Linked DNA regions of Gossypium arboreum: region 1 is linked to region 2. A link is a contact called in public Hi-C data. All regions are on one chromosome and are shown on one strand. The core of a region is the stretch at or near the end of the contact, and the rest is flanking DNA. Distances in the headings are between cores, read along the strand shown. Region 1 holds the start of LOC108461360 (heavy metal-associated isoprenylated plant protein 26-like). Region 2 holds the start of LOC108467137 (rac-like GTP-binding protein ARAC3).

What was found. A called contact is a pair of places that touch in the nucleus more often than the background predicts.
Region 1: a Hi-C map of leaf shows a contact between it and region 2, with 5 times the contacts expected there. The contact joins the promoter of LOC108461360 here to the promoter of LOC108467137 in region 2. A contact is called at or near these places in 2 of 5 Hi-C or Micro-C datasets (both in leaf).

What each region holds. Positions count from the first base shown.
Region 1 is chr2:102,554,892-102,561,515 of ASM2569848v2, forward strand. LOC108461360 (heavy metal-associated isoprenylated plant protein 26-like) reads right to left here and starts at 3,880. Exons shown (of 2, transcript XM_017761195.2): 1 at 3,446-3,880; 2 at 2,171-2,782. The coding sequence starts at 3,523. The coding sequence ends at 2,399.
Region 2 is chr2:102,367,432-102,373,382 of ASM2569848v2, forward strand. LOC108467137 (rac-like GTP-binding protein ARAC3) reads left to right here and starts at 1,920. Exons shown (of 7, transcript XM_017767674.2): 1 at 1,920-2,347; 2 at 3,328-3,415; 3 at 3,510-3,619; 4 at 3,719-3,782; 5 at 5,560-5,624; 6 at 5,745-5,810; 7 at 5,894-5,951. The coding sequence starts at 2,249.

The sequences.
Region 1 (6,624 bases), core at 2,630-5,129, 190 kb after region 2:
TTGGATTTTACCCTTTTACTTTATCACAAATTTCTTCCAAAATATCACTTTTTATCCTGCGGTTTGCTTGGAAATTGTAAACTTTACTTGGATTAACACTATCGATAAAATTTTAAATTTTAATAATAAAATTTAATTAGGTTAAAGTATCATGGAGACACTTATATTAGGAGTCCGATTATATTTTGTTTCTTTATTAAAAATTACATAAATTAGTCTTTATACATTAGATTAAAGAACAAAAGGGTCTTTTTGTTAAATGTTTTATTTATTTTTACCATTAAAAACCAATTCTTCTATGTAAATATGAGGTACACGTGACATATCATATGCAACCAATTTTTAATAGTACAAATAGATGGAATGTTAAACAAAAATAATCAATTTGCTCTTTGATCGAATGTATAGGGATTAACTTGCCCATTTTTTAGTAGAAATAATAAAATACAATCTGACTTTAATACAATGGCCTTCATAATACTTTTTACCATCTTTTCATGAATTACATCTATACAATCCCTACTTGAATTTAATGTCATTTGATTTAATGAGACCAACTCAATAATGATTGATATTTAAATATAATAAGCTTAAAATAAAGTTACTTATTATTACAAATTAAGAAACTATTTAATTTATTTTTTTCCTTTTTACGTATACTAATAAATTAAGAATGGTGATTACAAAAGGTTTGATGTCTCTACATTTCCTTGCAAAAATTTGCCTTTTCTTTCATTGTTCATTGTAAGAATGGTGATTATAATTTAAATATCATAAAGTATTTAAAAAAGGTGTACTTGAATGTTGAAGTGAATAAAATGAAAGCCAAAATCATTTTAATGGAGTACTTGGGTTTCAAACACCTAACCTAACATATTTTCTTCCCTCTATGTACCCTATTAATCAAGAACCTCAGCTTCCAAATTTTGCTTCAAAATCAAAATTTTAACATTCATTTTAAAACTACAAACTTAGCTTTGTTCATCCAAACTAGTCGAAATCTAATTTTAAAAAATTCAAATCTAAACTTAATTTTAAGTTAAAATTAATAAAATATTAAAAATCATAATTTAAAATTTATATTTTTATTTAATTTAAATTTAAATTTAAATCAAATTAACTTTACTCTAATTGATTTAAATTCAATTAAGATATAGTAAATTTCTCGACCCTTGAACAAATCCACTTGCAAGCTACCAAATAAAACGCAAGTGTATTATAAGATTAAAAAAAAAAGAGGGTGAGATGGCGTACTTGATGGTTGAAATTGATAGTTACAAGAATCTCACGTATTGAATTACTTTTGGGATCACATGAACTGCATTGTAAGAGTCATTAAAGTTGTCAACTTTCGCAAACTAAAATTAGTTAGAAAAGAATACATGCGTTTTGACGTTACAATTTCTCTATTGTTTCTATTGAGTTATTGCTTAATCATACATTAATTTAATTAAGAAATCTAAAATCATATTTCATATAAGGTAAAAGTATTTTTTTTATTTTTTATAATTTTTTAAGTAAAACAAGTAAAAATATTATTTTAAATAATCAAGAGTTCAAGAATTGTACATCATTCAAAAAATTTTTTTTTATAAATATAGTTTTATATAAAATTTACTTTTACTTTTTGGGTGTTACATAATCTAGTACTTAAACAATACAAGAATTTTAAAGGGTAGATTATCCAAATGATCACCTTATTATTAGGACACTTTTATTTTGGCCAGTAAAAAAAAATTCTCAATTTCGTCACTTAACTTTTAGGCTGCTTTCATTTTAGTCACCCAAGCATTAAATCATTAACGATGACTAACTGTATATATCAAATCATGTTCACATCATGTTTACATTTTTATTTTGATCACTAAAAAAAAATTATTTTTAAAGTCTTGATTCGAGAGAAAAAAACATTTAAGGATTAAAATAAAAATGTTGTAGGAACTAAATAATGCATTAAAAATTTAAGGATCAAAGTGAAAAACTAGTAAAACTTTCAGCAATGGGATAAACAATTTGACAATTATTTTTAATACATTGTTTTAGAGTCTTACCATTTTTTTCACTTTTGTTGATGAGGGGTATCAACAAAGTTGTGATAGATATTATATAAAAGAAATAGTATCTTTAAGAAAGCTAAAATTGGAGAGCTGAGACTCTAGCTACAAGGTACTTTTACTTCCAAACGTTATAACATTATGATACAGTCCAAAATACACAAATAGAAATATAGATAAAACCCAAGATAGCAAATTTTACAACAAATCCTTAAACTAATACAAATTTACCAACACACAAAATCAATTCACTGCTACCACAAAATATCTTGGTATCTCCTTCTTCTTCTTCTTCTTTTTTTTTTTTTTTTTTTTTTGCGGGGTTTAATCATATTCTCAATCAATCACATAACAGAACAAGCAGCAGGGTTTTCGTCGCTGAAAGCTGTGGTGTACCTAACTTCAGTGGAGCTAGCACGTGCGAGATGCGACACTTGCGGGTCCTCCGCGTTGCGGACGTACCCAGCCGGAGCCTTCTTATCGTAAACCCCGGGGGCGTATGGGTGAGCCACCACGTCGTACGGCACATAGGGCCATAGCTCCACCTTCTTGCCCGTCCGATGCGCCACTCGTGCCACGACCTTCTTCGGGTCCACATATCCGACGACCGTCAACTTGCTGGCCTTCCGCTCCACGTCCACTTGTGTCACCCCTTTCATCCCTTCCACTGATTTTTTCACTTTCCGTTCGCATCCTTCGCAGTCCATTTTCACCTTGATTTCCACCGTCTAAAAAATAAAGAAAAAAGTAACAACTCTTAGGTTGACAAATGTTTGGTCTAATTCTGGTTTTAGTCCCTCCACTATGCTTTTAGATTCATGAAAATAACTGGAAGCAATATTAGAAGGATCAAAACCCTTAATAGTTTGTCGTTTGTCGTATATTTAAAGTAAATAGACCAAAATTACTTTTCAACCCTTTTTTCCTACTTTTACATAGATATTTCTACTAGTGTTAATACCCTAATTAATTTAGTAAGATTGAATTTTGAAGTTTTCTAATCAACAATAAAGTATACTGACAGATGAACGGAGACAGAAACAATAATGCAGCAATAAATAAATACTTATAATAGATAGACCCAGTTGGCATTAAAGTAAACCAAGAAGATTTTTATTATTGTTCAAATAAAATCTGGGTTTTTTGACCTTCCACCATTTTTAGAACAATCAAGCTTAGATCAACAAAGAAAACGCCATTAAACATAAAATCTTAGCAATATTGACGGGCAGATCCGAACCCTAAACCACCTAAATCTAATAATCTTATAACGACAAAAAATAAAATAAAAGAAAGCAATAGAAACAATTTGGTTAACTTAATAAAAATATCCACCAAATATCTTGATCTACACTCAAAGGGAAATCTACGGCTTAGGTAAGGAGATGTACCTGCAACTGCTTACGTTTCTTGTGCTTGGAACTGTGAGAACAGTCGAACAGATCTGAAACATGATCCAGAACACCCATTTTTCTTGTTTTCTCTCTTGTCTGGTTTTTCACTTAGGTGTATGTTTTTTTTTTTGTTTTTTTTGTTCTTGCTTTTCTCTCTTTTGATAATTGAAGTACCAAAAAGATAAAGATACAAAAGAAGTTGGATTTCTCAGTATAAAACCAAAATATCCTTCTTAAAATTAAAGGGTTTTTCTACTGTGTAGGAGTGAATGAGTAAGAATGATACAGGTGAGGTGAGGTGAAGTCCAAATTCCTCCTCCGCTGGGCTGAATATATATAGAAAAAAAAAAAAAGAGGGTTTCATGGTAAAATTTTGGTATCAGTCCTTATAATTTAGTACTTTATGATACAGAAGGTGAAGTCCAAATTCCTCCTCCGCTGGGCTGAATATATATAGAAAAAAAAAAAGAGGGTTTCATGGTAAAATTTTGGTATCAGTCCTTATAATTTAGTACTTTATGATACAGGAGGTGAAGTCCAAATTCCTCCTCCGCTGGGCTGAATATATATAGAAAAAAAAAAGAGGGTTTCATGGTAAAATTTTGGTATCAGTCCTTATAATTTAGTACTTTACTTCATTTATTTTTTAGATTTTGAAATTTTAATCCTAACTAAATGATAAATTTTATTTTTATTCAGTTAAATTTTGTTATTTTCAAAACCTTGTTCGATAAGTATATTTGTAGCATGTGTAACGTTATATTAACTTATAATTTTTACGTAATACTAGTAAAAACGAGGATGGTCAAATAAATTAGACCACTTCCCAATTTAACCAATTGAATCGTTAGTTTAATAATAATTAAAAATTCATAAACGCATATAATCAATTTAATCATAAATTTTTTTGTCTAAATTTTTCTTTTAATTGATTCACAAACGGTATGTTCTATATCTAATTTTATGTCACTAAATCATCAGTACTCAATTCAATTAGTTTGTTTGGTTTGATTTTGGCATCACTAGTTCTAATTAATAAATTTAACATAACAGATTGAATTAAGGATGAAATTTAAAATTTAAGGACTAAAATTGAATAAATTATAATATGTGGACTAAGACAACTATTTTCATGTAATACAAAGATTGATAAAAAGAAGAAAAGAAAAAAAAAGGAGTATTTTACTATACGACTAGTGGCTCGTGGAAATCTACGTGGTTGGATATTTTTATTGTAATGTAGCTAATTTAGCGCCGCGTGTCTAGGTTGTACTTAGCTGAGGGGTATAGAGAGAGGGAAACCATAAATTAGAAATGGCAGCCTAAGGCATGGAAGAAAGTAACAAAACACCGACCCTGGACAGTAAGTAATGTGTCGCGAGATCGGATGACGAGCCCACGCGCTTGTGTCTCGGTTTTCTGGTCCCACCCTCAACTGTCAACTTCACCTCACCCTCTACCCTTATCAATAATGGGTTGAGGAGCTTTACATACAATATGGGACCCATGAGTTTGCCCTTTTCTTTCAATCCAGCCCATATTATAAAGTAAAGAAAGTAATAAATCTAATATCCTTCCTTCTCTTTTTCTTTCATATTTATAGATTTTATTAGTTGATCAGATGTAATGTATTCTTTTGTTTTATACATTTGGTAATCAATGAATCAATTCGAATTTAAATCAGATTGGACCTCCAATAAGTAAAGTTCTCTCATTAATATTTTCTTTATTTATAATATTTAAATTCGATCTAACATGCAGCAACATTATATTGTCTTTTGTTTTTTACTACAAACAAACACACAGATTATGGAACCATATGTATGTATTGCTGATGCTTCTCTGTGGCAAGCTAGATTTGATGTTGGGGCGTTGGGGCATATGTGTTGGGACGATCTTCAGGAAAGCAAGGTAGAGGACGAAAATGGAGAAATAGAATAGAGATGAAAGGTCATGCCTTTGGTAAAGTCAAGGATTAGTATTTATAATTGATTTAACAACTGTTGGTTTATTATATCAATTCAGTCTTGTTTATACATGTAATTTTAGTTTTACTAGTGATTTTAAGAACGATTTTATTGTCGTCTTCTCTAATTTGGTGAATACTCAATTCTTTTGTTCGCCTCTTTGGACAAATTGAGGATGATTTTATTATCTTATTAAGTGCTTGTAATCACTCTAAATATATCATATTTGAGTTGTGACAAAGCCAATTATCAATGTGTCATAATATTCTATTGATGTTGAAGTTTTGTGTTTATAGAACTTGTCCTTCACTATCTACAAGTGCTTGTTATTCCTCTCAATTATATGATTACTTCAAAAAAAAATTTATGTAAAAGCTTGTCTCATTGTTAAGAGAGAATCTCTTTTTCTACCACTCAACTTTATCATGCTTGTAAATAAGCTGTTGAGCCTTCAATAATTCGAGCTCAGTATTATGCCCCATTGGAGCAAGAGTCCCTCGAGATTTTTCTTTTAACATTTATTTGAATTTTTATAAAAAATTAAAAAAAATTAAAAAATTTATTTATTTTATCTTCAGCCCTATTTTGTCTCTATACAAAGAATAAAAATGTGGTTATTAAAATACAAAAATTAAATCATGAACATACTATCTAATAGCAGGCTTCGACCTATCACCATAATATGTTAGTTGAAAAGTTGAGAGCTAAGTTTGGGTGTTGATAGTAAAAGCCCAGTTATAAATATGTTTAGCTCAATTTAAGCCTACTTGACCCAATTTTTTAAAGTGAAAAGTGTTGGAGATGGGTGCAATAGCCCCATGGATTTCAAAGCAAAACATTTCCTCATTATTGTACGTAAGTCATTAAAAGTATATATTTTAAAGATTAAATTATTTGTCAATTCTTTTTAAATAATAAAATCTTTCATTATAAAGTTGAGCTATTATTTGTTTATGAAGAGGTTAAATTTTAAATAAGATATGATGCAACATTAAAAATTATTAATAGGAAATGACCTAAAAATAAAATCCCACAACCCCTAGGATTAAATTTTTAGGTTTGTTCTTTAAAAAAGAATTGGTTTGTAATCGTGTGTGTCTTATTATGGGCATTTTTTAAAATTACCTTTCAAAAACATTGTACCATTTCAAAAAGCATAATGTTTAGATTTCATTTTTTTTTTAAATTCCATCTTAATTTTTAACTAAA
Region 2 (5,951 bases), core at 670-3,169:
GTCCTACGTAACTAGGCCATAATTCCACTTATTCAAGTTATATGTTAATTCAAACATAAAATAAAGAAATAACAGGTATATAGGTTCATGGTTTCACCTATTCAAGTGATGTTAATTCAGCCCGTGGTTCCACATATTCTTCGACCTACTCCTTGTCACTAATAGGAATGTATATGGGTCATTTACTTAGGGGCGTAGAAATGGTAGTCGCCACTAAGGCCATGACTGTAGCAAGAGCAGGCAACCACTGATTGACATCTTATTCAGTTCTGTCACTTGACACCACTTACGATACAACGTGGCTAACACGGTTAATCCCCAACTTAGTCATCCACTTTCTTTGAAGTTGACTAGGTGTAGTAGCCACCTTATGTATACCAAATTTCGAGAGTTATCGGGCATTAGAATACCCTTAATTAACCTCAAAATGAATGATTGGGTGTATTATTCTTTGACAATATCGGATGTGTCCTAAGAAAGATATTTGAAATTGGTTTCCAACAATTTCATATCTATCTGGCCACTGTAAAACTTATCCGACACCTTTCCCAAAATGCCTCGCAAAGGTCCTCTTTATTAGGAATGACTGCTGACCCCGTGACGATTGGCCCATCCACTAATAAACTGAGTTGTAAAGCTACGTCCTTCAATGTGATTGTACACTCACTGTATGGTAGGTGAAAATTGTGTCTCGGGCCTCCATCTTTCCACCAATGCGCTGATAAGTGTAGGATCAAGTTTGTAGCCTACAAGTATACGAGGCACATGTAAGAATCTTGCATCTTGCAAGTAACCACGAATTTCGGCATCTAGGCTTTTTGACAAGTTATGTATAAACCCCTCCAAAACATGATCATTCGACTATTTACATCGACAAAATAAATTAATTTAAAAAATAAAAAAACTTTAAATTTAACGTAATTGAAAACAGTGAAATTTAAATTTTTGTTTTACAATTGTCGCTTGAGCGATGAAAATGTGCTTGTCGTTGAAACGAAGCAGAGAGGTTGTCATTCGTAAAAATTTAATCAAAATGAATGATATAAAAACTATAATATTTTTAAACAAGCATATTGAAAAATTTAGAATAAAACTTGAAAAAATTGAGAGAATTGAGAGAGTTGAATTTGAGTGAAAAGAATGAAAAATGGCCTGATATTTATAGAAAACAAAATTATCGTTGGGGTCTTTAAAAATTTTTACCGTTGCCAACGTTCAAAAAAGGTGCGTCCAACTCTCTTAAAACATGGTCTATTTCTCTAATTTTAAAAAATGGCCTAAAAGCCTGTTTAAATAAAAAAAGGGGGCATATTATTCTAAATTAGCCCAAATTACAAGTATATGTGTATATTTATTACATGAACAATTTATATATATCGTATTAAAAGAAAATGACATGTTTTTTTTCCAACACTAAATTCAAGTTGTTAACACGACTAGTAAACGTCACCTGTTTTAAAAAACGCATTTCATTAAATACAAATTGATAGATAGCACTTATATTAGCAATTAAGCTAATGAAAATATTTGGTTGATATGATACAAATATTTAATTTTTGAAGATAATATTATTAGAAGAAGTAATTACAAATGACAACATATAAAATATCAAAATTATTTTAAAATTTAAAGATAGAAATTAAAATTAAAATCATAATTTTGGACAACTAATACTTTTTCAAATTAAAAGAAAAGATTGATACTTGTTCCCATTTTCAGATATTTATACTTAAAAAATCAGAACTTTCTTATTTCACTGTTAATTTCCTTTTAATTGCATTTTCTATCATTCAATCATTCTTATCGAATCATTAAAAGTACATTATTATTAAAAACCAAATAAATATGTCCTACTTGAAATAACTCAATAAGCCCTTCAATGAACTTTTTAGGTATAATAATAAAATAAAATAAAATAAAATAACTAAATTATTTATGGAAAATATATTGTTGTAATGTAAGCAGATAGCTGTCCAAGAGCTGTCTTTTCTTTCCCTAATGATTCTCTCTCTTTCTTTCGGACAATGTCTTTGATGTCTTCCAGTTTTACTTAGTACTTCGTCTTCTTCTTCTTCTTCTTCTTCTTCTTCTTTCTTCATCTTCATCTTCATCTTCATTTCAGTGTTTTTGGGTTTGTTTTTTTCCTATTGTTTTGGACAATAATTGAAGCAAGAGATAACCTTGGGGGGGGCGGCGGAGGGAGAGGAACATCTCTGAAATTACTTTCACTTTTGCCGGCGGGTGCAAAATGAGTGCATCAAGGTTCATCAAATGTGTCACTGTTGGTGACGGTGCCGTCGGCAAGACTTGCATGCTCATCTCCTACACCAGCAATACTTTCCCTACTGTGAGTTCCAAAAAGAAAGAAACTAACCCATTTTTTTTTTGTTTGGTCTCTGAGAAAATATGAGGAATGGAAAAGAAAGTTTGGCTGGCCCTTAACGTTTTCTTTACTTGGATTTTCATGGATTTTCTTTTCTTTTTCTTTCCCTTTTTGTTTCCCCTATTTTCTTGGCCACCAAGCAGACCCTACACTGGTTTCTGGTGGTCAATGTAACTTTGGTAAAGTTGCTTTCTTTATTGGGTTTTTTTTCTGTTTCTTTTTCCCATTTGGTTGTACTTGTCTTTGGAATCTTGAATTTGGGGCATAGTATCTTTCTGAATAATAGAATCATTCTTCGTAAATTGTGTTCAAGTGAGCAAATTCTTAGGGTTTTTTGCTTCAAAAACTTGCAGAAAATTTATTGCCTTTTTGTAGTTTATACCTTCTTATTTCTTCTGTTTGTGTTTTGATGATGCATCATCTAGGATAAAGATTCTTTGTCTTGTAGGTTTTCATTTCAATTAGTGAGTTAAGGTCAAAAGTTAAAACTGGAAACATTATATCTTGCTACTCCCCTTTTTTTTGCTGGAGGAGAAAGAAAAAAAATTGCTAAATCTGAAACTATTGCTGGTAGAAAGTCTCATTTAGAGATTTCATGATAGGTGCTTTCTTTACTGCGAATCTTGGGTTATGGCCATCTATGTTAGTTGGAAATCGTGTGAATCGGGTACGAGTATCTGTCCGGCATGTATATGTTCAAATTTTCTAGTTTTTCATGCATTTGGAGGGTCCTTGGAGGGTTACTTCTTCATGCTCTTGTCCAGAAAATGTGTCTAATATAGTTTGTTCTTTTAGTAAACCTAACTTCATGTAGAGTTGATTGATGCAATTATGATCATAATTTCCTAGTTCTTGCTTTATTCTTATGATTATTTTAAGATGACTTTTGGAGATATTGCTTATAACATGTTTTCCACATCCTCTGCAATATCTTGGGGAAACAGGATTATGTGCCAACTGTCTTTGACAACTTTAGCGCAAATGTGGTTGTGGACGGCAACACTGTTAATCTTGGATTGTGGGATACTGCTGGTAAGTTTCAATTCCATTAATTTTCCTTATTCATATCTTAGAATGCTTATTGTGGTAGGTTTGATTTTATTGTTTTTATTTTGTCTTGGAACAGGCCAGGAAGACTACAATAGATTAAGACCTTTGAGCTATCGTGGAGCAGATGTCTTCTTGTTGGCATTCTCTCTCATTAGCAAAGCCAGCTACGAAAACGTTTCTAAGAAAGTGAGATTATTTGTTATTAGAAGCTTTTCACCGGTTTTTGAACAAGATACTTTCAATTACTTGATCTGCTAATGCGTTGTCTTCTTTTTGAATCCTCAGTGGATTCCGGAGTTGAGGCATTATGCACCTGGTGTTCCAATTATTCTTGTTGGGACTAAGCTTGGTTAGATTCTATTTCAGTCTTTATTTTCAATACTTTAAAATGTCTTGATCTGTTCCTTTCAGTATGCTCTTATGCAATGATTTTCTTATTTTCTTTTCATATAACGAGTTATGGGTAAGGCTAATGAATGCTATAGTTTGCAATATTTCCAACACCCTTTTTTGTTGCCATTGAGAGAAGGGCATATGTTCCTGTTGGTGGCTGAAGTAGTGTAGTCCTTTAGATGCCTCCTTGCCTCGTAAGATTAGTCCGTTCTAGCACCTAAAATCCTAAGCGTTTTTCTCTATATGATGGTGTTTTATTTGCAAGACTTATATAAAGCTTCCTTCACCCTTACAACTATTGCTATTTTCTTTCAGTTTTCTTGTTAAGAGAGCAAACAATTAGACCTTTTACGGTTCAATTACTATTGCCCTACGCCCAAACCTTCCTCCATTTTGTCTTTATATAAACAGTAGAGGTTAGCCTCTTCTTCTTCCACAGTGGTTGTTAACTAATTTTCAGTAAGGAAAAACTTCTGTGGTTGCAGAAATGTGAAACAAGTCCATCTGTTCCAACTTTGCCTCGAATTAGCATGCTTTGTAATGCATTTGAAAGAATCCTTTAATATGACAAGTTTGGGAAACTTACTTGAGTTGTCCTGTGGAACTTAGGCTTTCTTGGTAGAGTGGAAATAAAATCGGAAAGATGGAAAGTTGAAAGGGTAGAAAAATAAAAAAAAGATTTAAAAAATATATTTTCTTTCCATTGATGTTCTACCATGCTTGGTAGAAATATGGAAAATTGAAAAAGAAAGTAAATTTCTTTTCATTCATTGCTTGATAGAGTTGAAAAATGAGACAAAAGAAAGCGCAACTTTTATAAATGCGTAAATTTGAATTTTCATCTCTCTTTCATGTTTTGTACTCTAAACATTCCAATTTGGAATGATTTGTTGTTATGTATTAGGATGAAAAATGATCTGCTTTTTTATTTCTTTTCCTACCAAGCAATTTCTTTTCACTTTTCCACTCCCTCTTTCCATCCTTTCAGTTTTCTACTCAGCCAAGCCCACCCTTTTATATCTTGACAGAAACCTGAAATCAGTCTTGTCTTTTTTAAATTTTCCTCTAATTAGTATGTTTTCTAATGTATTTGAAAGAATACTTTGGAACTTAATCTTGCAGAACTTCAAATCCTGCTACGGTGCATTGCAGTATGTTATCCTCCAGTAAATTGTTTCTTCTAATGAGTCATCAAAAGTAACTTTTTTCCGATGCTCTTATGTCCTCCCCAGCCCCAACCTTTCCCAACTCGTGGAACAAGCAAGATTAAAACTAAAGTTCCATTGATAAAACAGCTGTTTGGGACCGCTATTTACTGGTTTTAACTAAGTCTTTGGGAATTGTATAAAAGTCGATGTGAACCAATCCTATGAGATGCTGAAGTAGAATGTGAACCAAATATAATATTCATCATCTTAGAGGAAGATGCTTGAAGAAAATGGGAAAGCTAGAAATAAGCAGAAAACTTTTAAACTTGGGCCTGATCTATGTTCTCTTATTGAAATTTCACTCTCAGGTTTGGTTTCATATGAGTCTTATCATTTTATATTCTTGAGCTAGCTAAACTGTGGTTTGAATCATTAATCATGGAGGAATGAATCCATTACAAGGTTTGATAGAAAAAAATTACAAATCCCATGGCAAATGAATAACAAGCAAAGAATGAACCCAATGTTAATCTTAAACGCTGCCACTCTATGTTTCATTAACAGCTGCCACATTTCTTACTGTAGATCTTCGGGATGATAAGCAGTTCTTCGTAGATCACCCTGGAGCAGTGCCCATTACCACAGCCCAGGTACTCTCAGCTGCTTCTTGTAGTAATAATTTCTAAGTTCCGTTATTGTTCATTCTTGTTGATTCTTGATAACATCGAATCCTAATTTTGACTATGTTCTTTACCTTTTCATGTTGAAAGGGGGAGGAATTAAGAAAGCTGATTGGAGCTCCTGTTTACATTGAATGTAGTTCAAAGACACAGCAGGTATGTACATATTCGACTGATCTACCATTGCATTTTGTTTTCAAGCCTTGGAAGTATGTTAATTACTTCTTCTTGAAATACAGAACGTGAAAGCGGTCTTCGATGCGGCCATCAAAGTGGTTCTCCAGCCACCAAAGCAGA